Linked DNA regions of Mus musculus: region 2 is linked to region 1. Evidence: chromatin contacts called from public promoter capture Hi-C data. All regions are on one chromosome and are shown on one strand. The core of a region is the stretch at or near the end of the contact, and the rest is flanking DNA. Distances in the headings are between cores, read along the strand shown.

Evidence for each region. Promoter capture Hi-C pulls out the DNA fragments that hold promoters and counts their contacts.
Region 2: a promoter capture Hi-C map of liver shows a contact between it and region 1, with 2.0 times the contacts expected there. The contact joins the enhancer-like site here to the promoter of BC049987 in region 1. A contact is called at or near these places in 8 of 39 promoter capture datasets (the 3T3-L1 cell line, 3T3-L1-derived adipocytes, the C10 cell line and 4 more), 4 of 484 Hi-C or Micro-C datasets (the CH12 cell line, brown adipocytes and embryonic stem cells), 1 of 115 datasets of contacts at active chromatin or transcription factors (embryonic stem cells) and 3 of 9 other capture datasets (adipose tissue, embryonic stem cells and liver).

The regions. Positions count from the first base shown.
Region 1 is chr9:44,670,580-44,675,472 of GRCm38.p6, forward strand. It overlaps BC049987 (cDNA sequence BC049987), which reads right to left and starts at 1,681. Exons shown (of 2, transcript NR_165440.1): 1 at 1,563-1,681; 2 at 1-694. Treh (trehalase (brush-border membrane glycoprotein)) reads left to right here and starts at 2,654. Exons shown (of 15, transcript NM_021481.3): 1 at 2,654-2,761. The coding sequence starts at 2,682.
Region 2 is chr9:44,813,000-44,817,385 of GRCm38.p6, forward strand. Kmt2a (lysine (K)-specific methyltransferase 2A) reads right to left here. Exons shown (of 36, transcript NM_001357549.2): 29 at 3,596-3,660; 30 at 1,576-1,746; 31 at 1-62. Among named protein-coding and RNA genes, the nearest start is that of Ttc36, 12 kb to the left of the region's middle. Within about 2 kb of position 2,717, at least 5 of the 459 cell types and tissues checked have an H3K27ac peak or open chromatin away from gene starts, as enhancers often do. A contact at or near this core is called in liver, where this site is marked.

The DNA of each region.
Region 1 (4,893 bases), core at 431-2,930:
CTTTAATGGCTTGCTTCCCCAAAACATGGTCATGATGTTTGTGCAGGAGTAGAAACCCTGACTAAGACAAGTCCTACTCAGGTCTAGTCAGAGAAAGCCCGCTGTCGACAACAACCTGGTCAATCGATGGTGCCCCCATGTCTTTCTAGCTTCCTGCATTATCTTCTCTCTCTTCGGTCATGAAGAGTACTCTCGTGAGTTGTTGGATATCACCTAGGTGGGCTGATGAGTAAATAAAACAGTCTCAAAGACATTAATCTGCCCCTTGGGAAAGGGGGGGGGGTTGGGCCTTCCAGTTGTACAAGTCAGCCAAAGAGAAGGGCCAATATTGCATAGCCTGATTGCCCTTTTCCAGAGGCCCATATGTCCCCAGCAAGAGAGCCACCGTGGTATCAGGGGAGGTGGCTCTCAGACTTTGGGTCCCCATGGCAGGACCGGGAAGTTGGGGTTCTCCTCCTGTTCATTCCTCCGGTAAAGTGGGATACAATGGCCCTGGTCCTATATGGGCTGAGGATTCCAGAGCTGGAGCCAGCACCGGCAGGGCCATGGGGGAAAGGGAAGGGTGATATGGAGGAGGAGGGTCTTGGAGCAACAGATCCGCTGGCGAAGGGTCTTGGAGGATTGACTTCTCTCAGGCCCGGATCCCTCCTCCCGTGCTTCTTTCTTCCCGACAGTCAGAACCTGTGAGGTGGGTCTTGGGGAAAGAAAGGCTTTTATCGGTGGGGAGGGGAAGGGGGGTGGGTTCTCCACGAGATTCTTCCAGGACACTTGGTCTGGGTGCAGCAGGGATCCTGGCCTAAAGACTTTTTCCTCTACTGCTTTGATCACCTGCAAGTTGAAGGTCCCTACAGGTGGCCCCCTTACTCCAAAAGTGGGCCATTCTGAGAACAGAGTCAGTTAAACTTGCTCTTCTCTTCTTTTCCTAACTTCCCTCCAGTGATTAACTAGAATGTTTAACAAGGTAGATTCGGTCTGTCCAATGTCCAAAGATGTCGTCAGTCCAAGTCCAAGAACATAGAATGAGGTAACCAACACCAACAAACACAGAGAAAGACAATCAACACACAGTTCATCCCTTTCATGGTCACAGTTACAGACAGTTCGTCCCTTCCATGGACGCAGAGCAGAGTTGCTTGGCTGGCTCCAGCCTCACCAAGACAAACCAGGCGTCCCTGCCAGTACAGCAGGAGCCAGATTATAGGAAGACTCAGCTCCTGCCAATACTGTCTTGCTGTTTCCAGAAGGAGTGGAGCCCTCCCAGTTCCCTTCAGGGTCTCTGGAGTATCCCCCAAATTCCCAGCAGTCTCAATGTTAAGGCACGTCTGTCAGCTGCACTTAACCACCCCAGATACCATAAACTCTCCAAGCCCCCGACACTTGCAAGCAAACCAAAAGTTCAAACAGACTTACAGACTCAGACTTTGACAAACAGCAAGGCAAACAAGAAAGAACCTTGGTACCTGCTCGAGACCTCTGATTCACGGCTCTCTGGTGTGTCCTCACAGGAGGTCGAATTCCCAGCCCATGCACCAAATGTAAGACTCTAACGAGCCTTAGCTTACCTGGGACCCCTACCCCTGCCACAGTGAACAACTTGGAGCTAGGGATCGATGCAAAAGCAAGAGGAATTTATTGTTCCAGTACACTGGGGTCTTCCTGCACCTGAAGGAAAGGCAGCAACCTTGGGCAGCCCGTTTGGCCAGTTTTTATACAGCTTTCAGAGGTAGAATAGAGCAACAGCCACTAGGCACAACGTGATTGGTAGAACAGTGTGACTTTTAAACTGATTGGTCCTTAGGGAATGGGGTGGCAAGGGCTTTCCTTGTCTGTGGGGGCAGCCAATGGTCTGTCTTTGTACTCTGGGCTTCCCTTATCTGCAGGTGGTCAGTGGTTAGTCCCTGCTGTGGTCTGAGGAATGGGGTGCCTGTGTGCTCTATGAACTTTCTCTTCCAGGAGGGGAGGGGTCTGGTGGAATTTGTCAAAGTTCCTGAGCTGACCTCTTCACAGCAAATGTTCTTAACCTCTGAGCCATTTCACCAGCTCCTTGGCAAAACCTCTTCACTAACTGGTGCCAAAATGTCCCTCCAGCCTGTCACACAACTTTTGCACCAAGTCTCTGGATGTCTCATGTGATGGCATGGCCTCCTGACTATTCCTCAGGACTCAGTGCAGACATCATCTTATGGTGGGGCTTCCTGATCCATCCCCGAGAGGTTGTCCTGTGTCCTCACAGGGTCTCCTGTAGATAACAGGGAGTTTGATAAAGCTTTGGAGAAGACTTGAGCCATTCTGTTTTAAGTGATAAAGAAATGGTCCCTTCTGGCATTAGAGACTAGGGAGCCACACACAGACTCAGTGTCTAAATCATACTTGGGTGACCTCAGTTGTGGCCCTGGCCCTTGGGTGCCCACCCATATAACTCTGAGCAAAGTCCCTGAGCATGTAATACCAGTTAGAATTGAGAAATGGAAGAAAGTGGCTGATGGGGTAGTGAGCACTGTAGCTGGAGGGCAGAAGTGGTAAGCAGTCCACAAGAAGTTGAAACACACATCTCCCCCCTCAGGTGGCCACACCTCATAGCCTGGACTTTGGCTGACCTGGGTAGGCAAGTGAGGCAGGCCGTGTTCAGCAAGCCAGAGGTGCCAGGGTTTGCTCATTCCGTTCTAGGCACCGTGCCCAGGATGACCTGGGAGCTGCACCTGCTGCTTCTGCTGGGGCTGGGACTTAGGTCCCAGGAGGCCCTGCCACCACCCTGTGAGAGGTAGGGAGGTGGAGAAGCTGTGTGTGTGGGGGAAGACAAGGGTGGAAGGCTGGGATGAGAGCTTACCCTCTGAGGACCAGCCTCTCAGAGGATAAAGAAGGAAGAAACCAGGCTTGTAGGGGTAGAAGGACCAAAACCTGACACCAAACTCACTGTGTTGGAACGAGGTGGAACTTTGAGGCAGGCCTATGTATAATTCCAGAGCTGTTGACCAATGTCTGCCCTCCGTGCTGCTGACCAGAGCTCACCAGCCAAGCAGCTCCTTGGACCAAGCAGGGCTGTTCTCTTCACTGTTCTAGCAAAGCTTGCCTAGCTTAGCGTGAGGGGAGTCTAGGTCCTGTCAAGAACTTACACATAAGTTCAGCCTACCTTGCTGCTCTTTCTGTGTCCCAGGGCAAGTCAATCCTTTCTTCTGAGCCTCAGCTTCTACCAGCAAATACAAAGATGGGGGGGGGTCACTCTACTTCCTGGGTCTGGAACTGTCATTCTCTCTTCCACTCGGACTCATGGAACCCTCCCTCCACCAGTTCTTGCAAGAAGGGTAAAAACAAGGCCTAGGATGGTGAAGAACAAAGAGAAGGTAGGAGCTAAGTAAGCAAGGAGGAAGCAGAAGGGGGTGTCTCAGAGGATGCAATGGGCCGATGGAACGTGGAAGGAGCCATCTTGAAACAGAAGTAGGGAGCAGGGCAAAGGCTCTGAGGTGTCCTCCAAGGGTCACAAAGTCCCATGTGGCCTGGAAAGAAGCAGAACCAGGCTATGAGGTGGAGATAGCTCTAAGGAAAGGAGACCAAGCCCTGCGGACTTGGCAGGACTGGGCTGGGGCTGGGGGGTGGGGCTGAGGAGCCGATTAGGGATGCATGAAGACTGAGCTGTGACTTACTCACTGATGCCCAGGTGTGCAGTATGGAAGGATCTGGAATAATCCTCAGGACTTATTTGTTCACCAGTAGGCAGGACACAGAGTGGCTCTTCCATCCAGTCTCTTGTGTCCTGTTGGGCTATTTGCAGAGTGCCTACCATGAGTGCCGCTGTTTGTCCCTGAGAGCATGTCAGTAGTCCACTTGGACAGTCACACGTGTGCTTGTAGACTCTCTACAAAGAGAGTTACAGGACAGCTAGAGCTACACAGAGTCCCTGTCTCAAAAACAACAACAAAAACCCAAACAGCCACTGAAGGCACAGATGTATTAGGGTAGAGTCCAGGAGAGAAGAAACTCAAACTTCCAGCAGTCTTCTTCCAGAAGATGTGCCCAGAAAGTACCAACCAGGAGTCACCCCTGAGTCTTCATGTTGAGTTTCTTGAGATCCTTCACAGAGACCCCTGTAGGTCTCCAAAGATTAAGCTGACATTGGGTGGCCTATTGTCCCCATCACAAATGTCAGCGTTAGCCTAGGATAGCCAGCGTGCTCCAAGTTCCATCAGGCAGCATACTCTGATATCTTAACCCTGTTCCCTCAGGTGGCTCTGGGACTTGGCGACGTGGCCACCTGTGCGGCACCATTTTTTTGCTGTGTGCTGAGGAATCTGGTCTTCCTCCTGGGTTCATGGCAAGTTGTCTCTCAGCCCTTGGCACTTCTCATGGGATAAGACTGCCTTTGTTGCTTAGCGTGGGCTTTTATGGCTTATAAAGATAAAGTGATTTGTGGCATTGTCCCCAGGAGCTTTTGGCATGACTCGGGATGGGGACAGGCACTCTAGAAAACACAAGAAGGTGTTTAGTAACTTGGATCTTTGAGTTACAAGATACCATTTGACCTTCAGGAAAAGGAAGGTCCCTGTACATGGAAGATCCCATCATATGACCAGTGACTCCGTTAACTGGGCTCTTTGTAATGAGACCCTGGCCAGAACTCTAAATTCCAGACACTGCTGAAGCTTTCTGGTTGGAGTCACAGACGCAGGTTGGTAGGGTGAACACCATGGTTCCCCCCCCCCCCCCCGTTAGAAACACCACAGTGATCAGGAGTCTCTCTGCCTCTACCCATGTGCATCTTTATTTGGCTCATCCTGATTTGCTCTCAATAAGAGAGATATAATCAGCTGGGCATGCTGCCGCATGCCTTTAATGCCTCAGGAGGCAGAGGGAGACCGATCTTTGAGTTTGAGGCCAGCCTGGTCTACAGAGCAAATT
Region 2 (4,386 bases), core at 1,467-3,966, 140 kb after region 1:
CTGCTTCAGGCGGGCATTTGATCGTGCCTCCTGGACTTTATCTGTCAGTGACTTCCAGGCATCTGAAAGGAAACAGGAGAAAACTGTAAGTGGGAGAGAATTTGTGCCATCACGTCTTACTGGCATCAGCACAGTCCCTGGTGCAGAGAATCATTCTGCAGCTGACGTCAGTGCCTGGCTACCTTCAGTCAATCTGGTATGTGAGAAGCGTCCAGGCAAATTGTTCAGCAGGCTTCTTTTTACCATGGGCCAGAGCAGCAACGATACTCATACTTCCTGAATCCCTAGGATACCCATGTCCCTTGATGAATCACCATTCCTAACCTTAAAATTAATATGAAGCAGAAGCCCATGGATCCCTGTGAGTTTGAAGTCAGTCTGATCTCCAGTGAGTTCCAGGCCAGTGAAGGTACACAGTGAGACCCCGTCTCAACAACAACAACAGTTAATATATAGAAGGACAGGGATCATTATGATCCCTTTTTCTTTCATTTTTAATAGAGACAAGGTTTCATACTCTAGTCCGGGCTAGACTGGAATTCACTGTGTCGCCCAAACTGGTCTTGAATGTGTGGCAATCTTCTTGGCTCTGCTTCCGGAGCGGTGGGATTGCAGGGCGCTTCAGCATGCCCAGTTCACACCCAGCCTTACTAAATCTTCATACGTGTTTGTCTATGTATTTTTTTAGGATGCACACATCCTTTGTTTTGTTTTGTTTTGTTTTTTAGAGAGAGGGTTTTGAGACAGGAAAGCCCTGCTTCTCCTGGAACTTTCTATACACTAAGCTGGTCTCAAACTCAGAGAGACCTGCCTTGCCCCTGCAAGTGCTAGGATTAAAGGCATGTGACACCACCACCCAGCTTAGGCCACATCCAGGTCCAAGTTCTATCTCTACTCATATCTACGTCGTTACCATGTCCGTCTACCCTTCCTTCCTTCCTTTTCCCACGGAGCTTCCTTATTATGTCAAAGGTCTCATCGGCTGTCACTATAGACTCTCTTGCCAACTTGTGCCCAATTCACCTCCCAACTTTTCTTTCACTGTTCAAAGTCATTTTCTATCCAATACTACTGAAAACCAAAGTTTTTCTAACTTTGTTCCATTTCATTCTCTTTGTGAAAAGCTCCCTGCATTCCTCTCTGGCTAAACCAAATTCCAGATCCCCCTTTAAATGGCTGTTGTTTGGTCCTCTTCCCAGGTTTCGGATAGCCCCAACTCACCCACTGAACTCACAGCCTTTCCTGAGAGCTCAGGCCTACATGGCTGCAACTAGACCATAACATTTGCACAGAGAGCTTCCCTGCTGTACGAGGCAGACGAGGTGGAGCTGGCAGTCATCGAGCAGACAGCCAGGAGCACTGCAGAAAGCATGTGGGAGAATCCACAGAAGAGAGATGGCACCGCAGGAGGTACCGAGAAGAGCTGAGAGAGCAGCTCTCAGTGTGTACCACACAACCTGCAGCTCTTAGCACTTGTCAAGAATGATCGTGGTTCTTCAACAAGGCAAGCTTTTCCTGAGCACAGGAGGAACCGCAGCAGGGCCTGATGGAAGGCTGACCTAACAAGCCACTCACCTTCAATACTTTCCGCACAGATCTGAAAGCCATCATCACTTGAAATTTCAAAAACGAGTCCTTTCTTGGGCTTCCTCTCAGTAATGCTTTCTTTCCTCTTTTGTTCTTGCTGGAGCCAGAGCATCAGAGGAGAGCTGAAACCACTCTCTTCTTCTTCCATTGCTTTAGGTTCTACAATGGAAAAAAGGTTTTGCTAAAGCCAGTGTGCACCAAGTGCTATGTGCAGAATGATCTACACCAGCAGTTCTCAACCTGTGGGTCCCAAAGGACCCTTTCACAGGGCTCTCAAGACCACTGCAAAAACACAGATATGTGCATTACTATTCACAACAGTAGCAAAACTACCGCTATGACCACAGCCATGAAGGTCACAACACTAGGAAGGTTGGGAAAGACTTGCTCTACAAGCACCACCTCCATTTGTAAGAACATGCTGTATCCAGTGCTATCCCAATTCACCAGTAAGACCACTGAGGCTCAAGAACTTGCCCTGGGTACTAAAATGGTGTGTGTGTGTCTCTGTGTGTGTGCGCGCGCGTGCACTGGTGCATTTAATAGACTTCGTTTTTGTAGCAGAGCTTCTGGTATGACAATGTGGTCATTTTTCCATACATAACTACTCCTAATAGGAGCCAAACCAAAGCAAACACAAATCCCCTTCCCTATGTGTGAAGCTTGATTATGCCTCAGATACTCTTCTAGAACTTCACCCACAGTATCTCATGGAATCCTAACAACTACTAAGGTAGGTGTTATTATTGACTCTTTTTGCGATAATGGCTCAGCCCGTAGCCAGCATGGCTTGCTGTGAAGGCTATGCTGCCTGTCTCTGCTTCCCAAGTACTGCAGCTATACCAAGCCCAGCTGGACTCCCTTTTAAAGGTAAGAGAACCGAGCCAGGTATGGTGATGCCTGCCTGTAACCCTACTATTCTGAGGCCGAGGGAGGATGGTCACTGCTAGCCTGGGCTACCCTAAAGTTCTAGGTCAACGAGGACAAGACAGTGAGACCTCATTCAAAGCAATGAGTGAGTGAATAAATACGTGAACAAAACATGGGGAAACTGAAGCAGGCCAAGTAAAAGCCATGTTTACCCACACAGCAAAGTAAACATGAGGTTTGAACCTAACTGATTCTGGAGACTACTCAGCTACCATGCCTGCCTGCAATGAGGCCTTGGGCTTGAGGAACTGGCCAGGCAGCAGGGTACAGTAACAGCCCAAATCCCAAGCCTAAGCCTTTCTCTTCTGGGAAGTCATGTTTGAAGATCATTTATTTAGTCAATCTGTTTGCTTTCCTAAGACAAGAGCTCATTCTGAGGTCAAGGTTGGCTTGGACTTTACTATGTAGTATAGCCCAGGTTGGCTTCAAACTCGTGCCAACCTTCTTGCCTCTGTCTCCTGAGCCACGTGCTCAGGTTCTGTGGGTACTATACTAATTGTAAAGTGGCCAAACTACACCAGGCCACACATGCAGAGCTGTGGGTGCATGTGGGTCTAGAATCAAATCCCAAACACCTAAGAGAGTGCTACGGTTTCCAGAAGGGAATTTACCCCGAGGTGCCATCAGATATAAGAAACACCTCCAAAGACAACTAAATGTTATCACCAGCTACCTAAAATGTCACAGTCCTTAAATTTAGTTTAGCAAGAAGATCTGACCTTGACAATGACACACACACAACTGAAGACCGCTGGGACCCTATGACTGCACATCACAGCTCAGCTCTTGAGACTGAGTCTGCTTTTCTCCCATCTAGACTATCAGGAGTTAATGCAGGCGATTCTCTGTGGTTTAGGCTGTGGTGTAGCACAGTATGCCCTCGAGCCTACTATGTCATGTAGCACAGGCTGCCCTCAAGCCACTATGCAACTCAGTCTCACCTTGAACTCGCAATTCTGTCTTAGCTTTCCAAGTGCTGGGGTTACAAGTGTGCACCGCCATGCTCAGCGCACATGATTTTTACATAGTTCTTCTGGCTTTAGAGTTCTCTACTATAACCTATTAATCAACCACATACCTGCATTTTCTTGCTCATTGGCTGGATTCTGTGTTGCCTGGACCTCTGGAAGAGCAGCCACTGGTCTGAATGAAAATACAACCAGACGTGAGAGGCAAGGCCAGCTGTTTTTCAACTCGAAGATAAAAACAACTGTTCATAATCTGCCATATACCCCATCAGTTATTTAAAACAACTACCAAGAACATAAGCATAAAGCACTTTAAAGTTTGTTATTTATTATTGGGGTGTATGTATGCCCAGGTGTTGAACAGTTCCTTCCACTGTGAGATTCAGGAATCAGCGGATTTTTAAATGTTTAGTGTGTGTAGGTGTCCTGTGACTGTGTGGGTGCCCACAGCAGCTGGGGATGCACTAGATCCGAGCACGGATCGTTAGATCTGTTAGCTGGAGATGTAACTAGATTGATCCTGTTAGAACTGGAAGCATCCTAATTACTTTGCCATTTCTCCAGCCTTAAGACCATCCTTTATGAAATTTCTTCCCAAATGTTGGCAAAAAGTAGCTGATTGCGTCTGTGGACTCTATCGCTGAAATTCTCCTCCTGATCTTACAGTAGAAAAACTACAAAGCCACTTCTCAGTGCTATACAATTTAAGTTAGGTGGCTTAACTGAGAACACAGCTCAGCTGCACCAGCCAGTATACCCTCTATTTTCACTTTTTCCAGTTTAATAACTCCCGAAACAGTCCAAGTACATACTACTAATATGTATGAAGCCAACTACGTAATGTAGATCATACAACAGCACTAGAAGCAGCAAAGAGACACTTGGAACACAGCATGCATGC